Linked DNA regions of Mus musculus: region 1 is linked to region 2. The links are chromatin contacts, called in public promoter capture Hi-C maps. All regions are on one chromosome and are shown on one strand. The core of a region is the stretch at or near the end of the contact, and the rest is flanking DNA. Distances in the headings are between cores, read along the strand shown.

Region 1 (5,676 bases), core at 528-3,027, 180 kb after region 2:
TCCCTACATGGCTAAGAGCAAGAGCACAGTGGCACGGGTAACACTATGATGAGCCTCTAGGCTAACAAGAGGAGCTTTACACAGACTTTCTGTGAAGGAGGGGATTAACTCAGCAGGGTTGTACACTCCAGAGAAAGGCCTACCTTAAGACAGGCCCCCCCCCCAACAGCTCTAGGGAGGACCCTGTAGACCCTACAAAATCCTGTTTGATAGGAGGGGTTTTCGCTCCTGACCAACTGAATCATACTGGGCCAGTGTGATCTTGAGTGAAGTGTGTGGCTGGAGATGGAGTCCCTAAGGCCAGTCACATGAGGACTGTGTATTTAGATGACCAACCAGCCCTTCTCAGAAGAGTGTAGGCACCAAAGCTCCCTCCAGCATCCCTGTTACCAACCTGCAGTGTCACACTTCACTGCTGAGTCAGTGGAACACATCCAGCATAGGGACAACTGGGATATCACTCCTGGCTTTTCCTGCCCTTTACCCCGAGCAGCTCCTCCCTTCTTGAGCTGAGCTGTGGTCTTTCACTGTACCCAACTTTGATTCCAAGGATTCCAATGTCTCTCTAAGTTTTGGGAGCCCTTCCAGGGAACCAATGAGACCTAAAGTGGTCTTTGGGGTCCCTGGATCAATTATACATTGGTATGCTCTATTGGTATGAAATCCTAAATAGGTACATTTATTTACATTATCACTAATGACTGTCACTAAGGGGGCAGGGCTGGAGACTGACTGAAGGGCGTGCAGGAAGCTTCAGGGTGATAATATTGGAGCTCTCTAGGGGCTGTGGGATTCTAGGGGCATGAAAATTAAGGCCAGCGAAAGAGCAGTAGAGAGCCAAGCCCAGGCCCACACCTTTAATCCCAGCACTCGAGAGGTAGAGGCAGAGGCAAGAGGATCTCTGTGAGTTGGAGGCAAGCCTGGGCTACAGACTAAGTTCCAGGACAGCCAAAGATACACAGAGAAACCTTCTCTTAGAAAAATAAACAAACAAACAAAAAGTGTAAGAGAGCTCTGAGCTTCTCACTGCATGTAAAATCTTACATCAGCAGAAAGCAAACTGACCACATACTGAGCTCTATGAAATGCTGAGGACGGTACCAACATCCACTGGGGAGTGACGCAAAAGTAAAACTAACAGACAGATAGAGGCACGAATGGACACAGAGCTAAGAAAACACTATGGAATATCTTTCTCTATGTCCAGGAGGTGGGAAAAATATTTTAATTGTGCGTGTGCACGTGTGTGCATGCTTGTGGAGGTTAGGACAATATTGGGCGTCTTCCTCAACGGCTCTCCACCTTGTCTGCTGATATATCTTACTGAGCCTGAAGCGTGCTAATTGGGCCAGACTGATAGCCAGCAAGCCCCAGGGATCTTCATGTCTCAATTCTTGGATTATAGGGGTACACCGCTGTGCCCAGCTTTACACACAGCTGTTGAGGATCAAACTCAACTCCTAGTGCCTGTGTAGCAGGTATTTTACTGACTGAGTCATCTCCATACCAGCCCCCAAAGTAAATGTTTTTGAGGTTGGTTATATATTTGAATATTTTCATAGTAAAGTATTAGGAAGAAAACATCAGTAATAAAACCCAGAGAAAATCAAAGCCTAAAACCAGGTGTTTCCTGAAAACACGGGCACGGCAGCAGCACGCGCCCCCAGCTCTGTTATGGCGGCTGGATTCCTTGGTTAGCACCACCTCTGAGCCAATGCTGCATTTGCCCCAATTCCTCTACTCCTCGTACATGCCTAGCAACCCTGGCAGCGCTCCTAACTACAGACAAAGGATGTGAGCAAGATGATTTCTAAAGGCTGAGCGAGCATGACCATGCCAGGGCAATGGTTCCACCCTCCAGCCTTCCAGAGAGCGCTCTCCTCCTCAGATGAGTACCCTGCCCAGAGATTTGTCAAAATGAAACCGGTATTGACGGAGGAAAGGAAAAAAAGAAGGAAGGAAGGAAGGGAGGAAGGAAGGAAGGAAAGAAGGAAGGAAGGAAGACAAAAAAGTGACCTCAAGAAAACCTCTCCCTCTGCTTTGTTCCACAAAAGCTCCCCACTGAGGGCTCAAGGATCTCTGGTCTTGCATTCTGACCAAAATCATCTGGCTTCAGACCTTGCTCCAAAGCCATCTGCAGATTTCACCAAACAGCAGGACCAGCTATCACTGAGGCAGCTCAAGGCTGTGGGTGGCAGTTTCTGGAAAGCTATGAACTGCAAGCTTGATTTGCATACCTTCATATTCACCCCGCGCCCTTCCTTCCTCCTTTCCTCTCTCAATAATCCCTTAGGTGAATCCCTGACCTCTTGCCTAGATCGAAGAACACCACTCAGGCTTTCCTCTAAGGAGCATCCTGAAGCTAGCCTTGAGGCTGGAGGTTAAAGTTGAGGCCTGATCTTACCTCTCCCCCATCCCCCAGCAGGAAGCCTCAAGAATTCTGAAAACTCACAAGTGTCACGGAAGAAGTCAGGCTTGCTGTGCATGTGTTTCTCATGGTTTGGCCCAAGGGGCGTGTGTGTGCATGTGTGCATGTGTGCATGTGTGCATGTGTGCATGTGTGCGTGCATGCAAGCCTTCTCCTCAGGCTTTACCTCAAAAGTCAAGCCCAAGGCAGGCCTACCTTCATGGATAAGCAAGTGTGGCCGCAGGCCTCGCTCCTTCAGGATCTGGCAGGTGGCTGGTGCAGGGGCAGTCACCTCTTCTTCTGAGATGTCAAACCCCAGCTGCTGAAGCACCCCCACCAGCTCTCTCAGGGATTTCTGGGACTCATTGGTACAGAACCTCACTTTCAGCGGGGACTGTTTCAGTCTAGGACAGGAAAACACAAACGAGAATGTGTTCAGCACAGAAGAACATTGCCTCCTGAGGAGAGACCAGAGAGGGACTTTTGCAAGGGCAGCTGGTTAAGAAGCAGTGTGTACCAGACAGACACAGATGTGTTCAGCCTAGGATTTCACAGCTGGAATAGACCACTACTTGACACAGAAAATGCTGGCAGACCACATCTCCAAATGGCTTGTCTATCCTCACATGATGTGAGTCAGATGAGACTTCCCAAGGTCTCCCTACCTCTGCTTGGAACACTTCATCCCAACCCCACTGCAGACATGTCACCTTTCCACCCGGGCCACATTTATCTGGCACTCCAGACCACACACACGTTTCTCATTCCACGGTGCTTGCATTCCCCACGTCTACGAGTTACTAACTCTGGATCCATACTTCTTCAACGGGGCAAGGCAGAGGTACCAAGCTGAGGTTTGACTTCTGGCTAACATCAATAATCAGAGAACCCCACTCTGCACAAACCCAGCATCTAGGCTCCATAAAACTGAGATGCACTGAAAGCCAAGAGCTGTTGAGGGTTGGTCTGACGCTGTGTATGCAAATGCTAAATTCTGAACCCCAAGATCTAGTTGTCCCCAGGCCTGCCCTTGTTGTATAAACCCCAATGTAAAGTTTTTGGTTAAATAAAAGTGATTACAGACAATTACTGCGAAAGAATACAGGTAGGCGTGGCCTCGCTTACCAGGCTGCAGGTTGCAAGGAGAGAAAGAACAGGAGAAAGAAGAAGAAAGAAGATGAAGAGAGTAGGAGGTCTCCACTAGACATGATGAACCAGGAGCTGAGCTGAGAGAAGGCCATTCTGACGACTGAGGGAGTAGAAACAACCTGGGTGAGACACAAACAGCAAGGAACCTAGGGGACACAGCTAGGAAGTAGCCAGTCTAGCATAGAAAAATAGTCTGAGCCGGGCGTGGTGGCGCACACTTTTAATCCCAGCACTCGGGAGGCAAAGGCAGGCAGATTTCTGAGTTGGAGGCCAGCCTGGTCTACAAAGTGAGTTCCAGGACAGCCAGGGCTACACAGAGAAACCCTATCTCAGAAAGAAAGAAAGAAAGAAAGAAAGAAAGAAAGAAAGAAAGAAAGAAAGAAAGAAAGAAAGAAAGAAAGAAAGAAAGAAAGAAAGAAAGAAAAATAGTCTGGGGGTAATTAATTATTGTGCTAAAGCTGATTAAACAAATCAGTAAGACTCTGCCTTGATCATTGAGCAGTGATGGCTGGATCATACTAAGAACTAATGGTTATTAATAGCACTTAGAACAAACAGCACCATGACCCTTCCCTCAGAGTGTCCTGGTGACACTTGAGTTTTGGGGACACAAAGCCACAGAAAGGATACCTCGAAAGGCCCCCAATGAGATGACATTCATCCCATCTACAGATAATCACTGTGTACTTGCTACACCCTGGGTGCTGGGAATGGCCATGGCCTCCCTGGTCACAGTTCTCAGGTAGCATGGAGGCTGGCTGGCAGTGAACAAGAAGGATCACAAGAAGGGCAATCTGCACCTGGGAAGAGAGGGGCCATGAAGAAACCACATGGGGAGAAGGGATTACAGCTAGATACACAAGAAGGCTGTGGGGAGGCCCTCACCGGGAAGCAACCTGGAGCTGAGACCTTGAGGAGAAAGTACCAGCCAGCTTTGCAAGAGAGCAAAGGAGGGCACATCCAGCAGCAGGAGTGGATCCTAGGTGGCAGCCAGCACACACACTGCACAGGGACAGCAAGCTGTGAGGCTGGTGCTCACCGGGGACCAGCATGCAGGAGGAGGCCATGCAGACCAGAAGCCCTAGCTCAAGGCTGGGATGAGCGATGAAGCAGTGACTGATGGGAGCTGTCCTGCTGGCTCCTAAACTCAGATTGAGCAGTCCTCACCTGCCTGAAGACAAGCCTGGAACTGATCCTAGCTGGCACCTACACAGAGCCCGGGCTGCACAGCCTAAGATCAGGGAGGCACTTTTTAAAAATCCTAGGAAGAGGCAGGAGAGTCTCAAGTTCCGAGCCAGCCAGGGCTACAGAGATCTCAACAGCAATGATGATGAAAACCCATGTCTGCAATCCCAGTGTGTAGGAGCCTGAGGCAGAAGGATTGCCATGAGTTTCTAGGCCAGTTTCTGTACTAGAATTAAAACTCCATCTCAAAGCCGGGTGTGGTGGTGCACGCCTTTAATCCCAGCACTTGGGAGGCAGAGGCAGGCGGATTTCTGAGTTCGAGGCCAGCCTGGTCTACAAAGTGAGTTCCAGGACAGCCAGGGCTATACAGAGAAACCCTGTCTCGAAAAAACAAAAAGACAAACAAACAAACAAACAAAACAAAAACCAAAATAACCAAAACTCCATCTCAAAAAAACCACCAAGCCGGACAAGCCAAGTTCAGCCCCTGGGGCCTACATGGTAGAAGGATGGAATCAATGACTTCTTTAACATGTCTTCTGAATTACACACACATGCCACTGCACATGTGAGCTCCATAAACTAAACAAATGTAATTAAAAAAATGAAAACAGAGAAGCTCAGCAAAAACCATCAAGTATGCCTATGGTCACTGGTCCCTGGTTCTCAAACAATATCCCTAAACACACTCTCACTGGTCTCTAAGAGACCGGGAGGCTGTCTTGACCTCATGCATCCTGTAAGTCCTGTTTTTATAATTGACACAATCCAATATTAAATGCACGTATCTTAACCAAGGGCATACATATGGTGAAGGAGTGTGCTCTTCAGTATTCTTACAAATATGGTCTCAGTCAAAGTTCTGTCATGTGACTGACCCAGTCATCCAAAACTGGAGCATGAAGTCAACACTTATTAATAGCCCACGAGTCCCA
Region 2 (5,945 bases), core at 1,303-3,802:
CTTAGACATAGGTATAGATAGGTGTGAAACTGACCATTTACTTGCACGGACTCAAACTTCAAAGCTTAGCTCTTTGTTGTTTGAGCATCACATTGATCTGGATCTAAAGGCACAGAAATAAAACACCCACTAACTGCTTTAGACACTCCTTCATGCATATCAAAAGCAACCTTTACCCTCCTCTCCACACATGTGCTTAGGTGAACACTTCATTAGCTTGTTGATACAAGTTAGAGTTGGCTACACCCTTCCTTAATAAAATACACCCTTATTGTCTCCTGTTGCTTAAGAGCTGTAAGCTTGGAATTGGGGAGCTGTAACAGTGATGCCCAGTGAAGGATACATGATGCATACAATACACACAAGCAGCCTTCTATTTGCTAGGCTTCCTTTTGGGGGAAAGCCAAAAGAACCAGCATTGCTTTATCCCTGTGTCTCATATTGGTCTTAGAGGAAGAGACTAAGTAATCCCTGTATTTTATACTTTCCGGGGTGTTGCACGCTCTAAATCAGGTTAGTATTTATTGAAGATAATGGCAGAGTTACGGGTGGTCGTTTTTTAGATCTGTGGATTTATTTCTGAATTGGCCTGTGAATTTGCGTTTAGGTGTCTGGCTGTACTCTACGTCTGGTTCTGATTTGGTTGACCATTTAGACACGAATAAAGACTAGACAGAGCTTCCTCTTCCCAGCTGCTGCTTACCTAATCTTACATGCAGTTGACTGGGTTTGTGTCTGTCCTGAAGTAAACAGAACTTTAATACAGCAACCTAATGGACAGGACTTTTTATAATAAAGAGCCATCACATTTAGCATTAAGAAACCAAGATGTGATGACGTGTATGGAAGACTGGCAAAAGCCTTAATGTGTGTGTGTCTTTTTAGTCTTGAAGATTCAGACTTAGACAACTCCGTTGGTTACCCAGCTCCTTAAGGAGGGATTTTAGTCCTAGGCAAGGTCAAGAAAGGCTAAGAACCAGAAAAACAGGCTGTTTAGGGTTGGAACTGAGGTGTTGGCGCAGAGGAGCTCCCGTGACCCCCATCCGTGGAATTTCATGAGACTAACATGGTTCTGAAAGCAACAAGAGTAATGGCTGCGATAATTGTTTCCAGGCTTAGGACCCCTGGCATCTTGATTTTTTTAAGTTGACCTGATGAACTAGTAATTGCAGGGATAAATGGAATGTTTGCCAGCAGGAGTCACTCTAGGCCTCCCAATAAAAAAAGCTAAGTGCATTAAATTCTATTCTTACAGAGCTTGGAGGCTAAGGTGGTAGTGCTGTGATCAGGTGGCTTTTGGGAAGTGACCGTAAGTGTATTATAGTAGCCTCTGCTTTGCCCATGTGCCTGCCTTCTTTTGACAGAACATGTGGTTCTTATTCCTTTAAAAAAAAAAAAAACATAGCCCTTAACATGTTTCTTAAAAGGAAGTAATGTATTATGGATATTAGCATCTTTGTAGTCTGTGTATTAGCACACTTGGCCTTCTTAGAGTGATTTGATTATGTTCGAATCATCTCTCTGAGGTGAACACACATCCTTCCTTCTGATGAGCATCTTCATCTTATGGCAGAGTCTCTGAAATGAGCTGTAGTTAGTGTGAAATATGTTAGCTTATGCCTTTCTGAAAAGAATAGGTCCAGTGTGGTCACAAACTGAAATATTTCAGCAATAGCCATGAAATCTAATAGTTTCCCAAGTGCACACAAACTCAAAAAGTTAATTGTTCATTTATGTTTGATACTAGGATTGCAACATTGGATTAAAACCAATTAAATGTTCCTCGAAGCAACAGAAAAAGTTTCCTGATTTATGAATAGAACCATTCAAACGGTGCAGACACAATCCATGTAAAGTAATGAGGTGTTTTGTTTTTTTGGCAAAGGGGAACGCAAAACAGGCATAGAGTCTTAAAAAAAACTCTTAAAAATCTTTTTGGATAAGGTTAATAACACACATCAGCAGGAAGGAGTGATGGGAAATCTAGGACTTCATTTCACAAGGAACGTTATCCCCTCCCCCCCCAGGTGAGCTGCACAATGAAAATACTCTGCTTATTCTATCAGGGTTACATTCCTGCACTTGAGTCAACATCCTAAGTTACAGAACTAAACATGCCCTGCCTCTGCTTAGCAACCGCAAATCCTTCCTTCCCCAGTTGCATGTATTTTGGATGTGGCATCTGAAGTACAAATTCCTCAAATTCGATTGCACCCAGAGTCAGGAACAGTGCTTTATTATCCTAAAGTGTGACCGCACCAGAGTCCGTGCCACCTCCCTTTGCGGTCTTGTTCGCCACAGATTCTTTTAAACTGCTAAGCCAAACCCGGAAGCTGGCCATCTGAAGCCCACGAGGCCTGAGTTTCAATCCTGACTTGTGCGGTGCTACTTCCCTGAGCCCCGGCATCCAGGCGTGAGAGGTGCGTGGTGCGGGTTCACTGGACACCCGGCCACACTGACGGAGGCGCGCCGTGGACCCCCCCCCCTCTCCCCGCCCACCGGCGGCTGCGCGCACTGCACCTCGTAGCGGCACGCCGGGCGCCCCGGCCGCGACGCCGCCCGCACAGCGCCACCGAGTTCACGCAGCCGCGGTCGAGCTGCCCGGCGGCAGCAGTGGGCATTGGCGGCCTGGCCGAGGTCGGTTAAAGGGACGAGTTGCAAACAGTTCAGGAAGTGACAAGTCGATTTCCTCCTCCCCGGGAGTCGCTCGGTACAAAGCGCTCGGCGCCGGCCGGAGAGCGTGCGCACGGCGGACGCGGGCGTGCAGCCCGGACGACTTGGCGAGCGCTTGCAGTGACGGCCCGCGTCCGGCGCGCACAGTAAGCGACCCGGCCGGGCAACCGCGCCAGGGGGCTGGTCCGGAGTGGGGTCGGTGCGAGCTCCCCGGCGGCGGCGGCGGCGGGGGAAGTTGGGCTCGCGTGCGCTGCGCTCGCTCTTTCCTTCCTTAATGCTGCTGGCTTTCTTTCTCCCTGTCTCCTTGTTATACGGCGGATCCGGTGGTTTCTACCGGCGCCGACTCTTGCTCGCCCTGGTGCAGGCGTGAGACTTGTCAGCGCGCTGGCGGGGGACGAGCAAACCTAGCGCTGCCGAAAAGTCTGCGCTCCGCCGACCCAGCGGACGGCCGCGGAGACGGCTGCGTCCCGAGCAGCCTCCTCCTTTGAGGCTCAACTTGAGCCCTGGCTTGTGGCAGCAGCGAAGGCGCTGAGCCCCGAAGTTCCGCATCGTTTGCAGACAACTCTTTTGTTCACGGAAGTTTACACCCGCCACCCCTGGGATGCGGGCGCGCAGGGACGACTCCAAGGCTACACGACTGACCCGCGCGGTGTCGATGGGGGTGAGAGGGCGCTCTGCCTAGGGAGGGGGAAGCAGGCGGCGTGGCCGAGGCCAGGGCTTGAGGAGTGGGGGGTCGCCTGTGCCGGCGTGGTTTTTGCACATGGCGAAGAGGGCCGTCCGTCACAGGATACTAGCCTAGTCACATTTTTTTTTTTTTCTTTCTGCCAATCCTTGGTTTGCTAGCCGGTGGGAGTCAGGTTGCCAGCTAGGGGTTTCACTTGGTGGAACCGGGACCAAAGAGACTTGGAAACCCAGAATCCGAAGAGGGTGATTTGAGTTGACCCAAGTGTTTTCTCGACCCCCCCTCCCGCCCCCACATACACAAGCTCCTCTTCTACCCTCAGACTAGGGGAACAGTGCTTGCGGGTGAGTGGGACAAGGGCCTGGAATTGCGTGGGCAGGCTTGTTCTGGACCCTCGCCTTTGGACGCCCCCTGATGCTCCTGACCGCCGGGTTCGTTAACACGTACTGTACTTAGTACCATGGCGAACAAAGAAAAGCTCTTTGCAGCATTTGGTGAATGGGATTCTGCCTCCTATAGGCCACACTCTTGAGTTTTCCATACGGTAAAATTGGGACTCTGGTGTTGGGAAAGTGGCCCCCGTCGTGGGTTGCATTCAGGTCCTGGCCCCATTTGTGCTGCCGCTGCCGCCTCTGCCGCCTCGGTACTTGTCTCGCAGGAGTTGGTACAGATGGAGCTAGGCTGGTGGTGGTTCAACAGGAACAAATGTTTGTTGAATTATTGGACGGTGGAGAAAGGGACTGTTTTCTGTTGACTGCTTCAAGAGTTGGAATGACATTGTTTGTTGGCCCAGGAAGCCAGGCAAAATGTCTTGGGCTCCTTCAGCATATTAGCAGACCTCCAAATGACATGCTAGCATATGTGTTCCCAGCAGTCCCCACGCCTGGAAGGGGGGAAGCCCTCCTTGCTGAATCCTGGACTCCCGTTTTGAACGATATGACTTGATTTGAGGCTCTGGGGAAAGAATGGAGTCTGCGCACCCGTGCAACTCACGATCTTGACTGGGCCACCAAGTTTTGGTTTCATTTTAATTTTTCCACTTAGCAGGGACTTATCTCAGTTACAGTTCTGACAGTGAGTTGAAGGTCTGTAGATTCCCCTTCCCCCTTTGCTGTGCGCTAGATTAGCAGAAAACTTGTTCCAGGTGATAGGCCCCCTTTAGTGAAAGAAGGGTTGAGTATTAAGGTTAGTAACTGTAGTTGTAGACTCAGGGGGTGTGCGGATCCAGTTTCTGGACCCTGTGGTAGTCAAGAAATCTAAGAGGCTTGGGGAATGCCTGCGGTTTTCTTCCAAGTGTCCACATCGGGAACAAGATGCTCTTGAGACCAGTTCAGAATAGCTCTGGTCAAGGACTTGCGCCTACCCACCCCCTACCCCTCCCCCCCCCCCCCCCCCCCCGCACACACCACAAGAGTGTGATGTGCGTTCATTTTAACATCAAAGCAAGCATTCTGGAAAGGCTGGCTGCAGACCTTGGACTCTAAGGTTGTTGAAGGCAGGATAAGTTCACTGTTTTGGTTGATAATGATTCTAATCAGCTTCTCTCCCTTTGTTTCCAGTGTAGTAGGTATGTTATGGAAAGAGTTTTAGATAGATACTTCAAGGTCTTCATAGAGGAGTCACTCAACTGACATTTTACAGGAAGCCCTTCCTGGGTGCTCACCTGCTCCCCCACCCCCTTTCCTTCTCTCTCTCCTAACCGTCCCCTCTCTCCCACCCTCTCTTCCTCTGTCCCTCCCTCCTCACCTTTCTTTTGCTCCTTGTTAGTTGGTACCCCCTAGCATCCCCATCCTGTAGTTCCATAGTAGCTGGTTTGTTTTAAGTGAGTTCCTTGAGCTGGTGCTTGACCCATGATGGGAGCTCAGCCAAAGCTAGCTCTCCTCCTCCTCCAGGAGAGAGCTGTGTCTAAATGCTGTCAGCAGGGGGCACTGTGGAGCAATCTGGTGCCTGCAGAGCTCTTTAAAATGCACACCCTTCCCAGCCACTCCTCTTCAGCTGGCACTGAGGGTTGAGGGCTGGGTCCTCTGTCCCAGCTGAAGTGTCATTCAGGCATGAGACTTTCTAGGGTTAAATCATGCACAGTCTGGAAAACTTGTTTGTACCCATAAGAGGGGAAAAAAAAAACCCACTGAAGTAAACACTCAGGTCAGCACAACCGCCACCACTGTGCACACCTCTCTGATGTGTAATAAAAGAAACCTGCAGGCATAATTTGTTATGTAATATGCTGATAGTACAAGTTTTGGTTTTAGATGGGAACCAGATGTGGACAGACCCTGTTTAATTGCTCTTGAGATGAGGGGAGGGGGTGTTAATAGATTAAGTAGTTCTGCGAACCCCAAAGGTGGTTTGTTTTTTGCTTTGACTTAGGGGATAGCCCCAATCTCAGGGCTCTCTCTCCAGGTTACTGCCTCTCTGTCGGGACTGCTGCAGCTGTCCTTTTTGTCAGACTCCTCCTCTCTCAAAAGAGCCAGTTTGTTGCCAACGCGAAGCACATGGCTGGGTCTAGCTGGGCTCAGCGCTGCTTAGCTCTGCTGGGCTCTGTTCCTCCTCTTCTCTCTCCGTCCAGCTGCTGCCCTGCCCTCCACTG

Evidence for each region. Promoter capture Hi-C pulls out the DNA fragments that hold promoters and counts their contacts.
Region 1: a promoter capture Hi-C map of hippocampal neurons shows a contact between it and region 2, with 2.5 times the contacts expected there. The contact joins the enhancer-like site here to the promoter of Fam53b in region 2. A contact is called at or near these places in 13 of 39 promoter capture datasets (the 3T3-L1 cell line, the C10 cell line, the HPC-7 cell line and 6 more), 8 of 484 Hi-C or Micro-C datasets (DN2 thymocytes, bone marrow-derived macrophages, embryonic fibroblasts and 4 more), 16 of 115 datasets of contacts at active chromatin or transcription factors (the SCID.adh cell line, T-cell acute lymphoblastic leukemia, VIP interneurons and 13 more) and 5 of 9 other capture datasets (adipose tissue, embryonic stem cells, liver and 2 more).

The regions. Positions count from the first base shown.
Region 1 is chr7:132,627,617-132,633,292 of GRCm38.p6, reverse strand. It overlaps Lhpp (phospholysine phosphohistidine inorganic pyrophosphate phosphatase), which reads right to left. Exons shown (of 7, transcript NM_029609.1): 2 at 2,624-2,811. Among named protein-coding and RNA genes, the nearest start is that of Lhpp, 20 kb to the right of the region's middle. Within about 2 kb of position 1,777, at least 32 of the 459 cell types and tissues checked have an H3K27ac peak or open chromatin away from gene starts, as enhancers often do. A contact at or near this core is called in VIP interneurons, forebrain, hippocampal neurons and 1 more, where this site is marked.
Region 2 is chr7:132,810,455-132,816,399 of GRCm38.p6, reverse strand. Fam53b (family with sequence similarity 53, member B) reads left to right here and starts at 2,552. Exons shown (of 5, transcript NM_001381858.1): 1 at 2,552-2,819.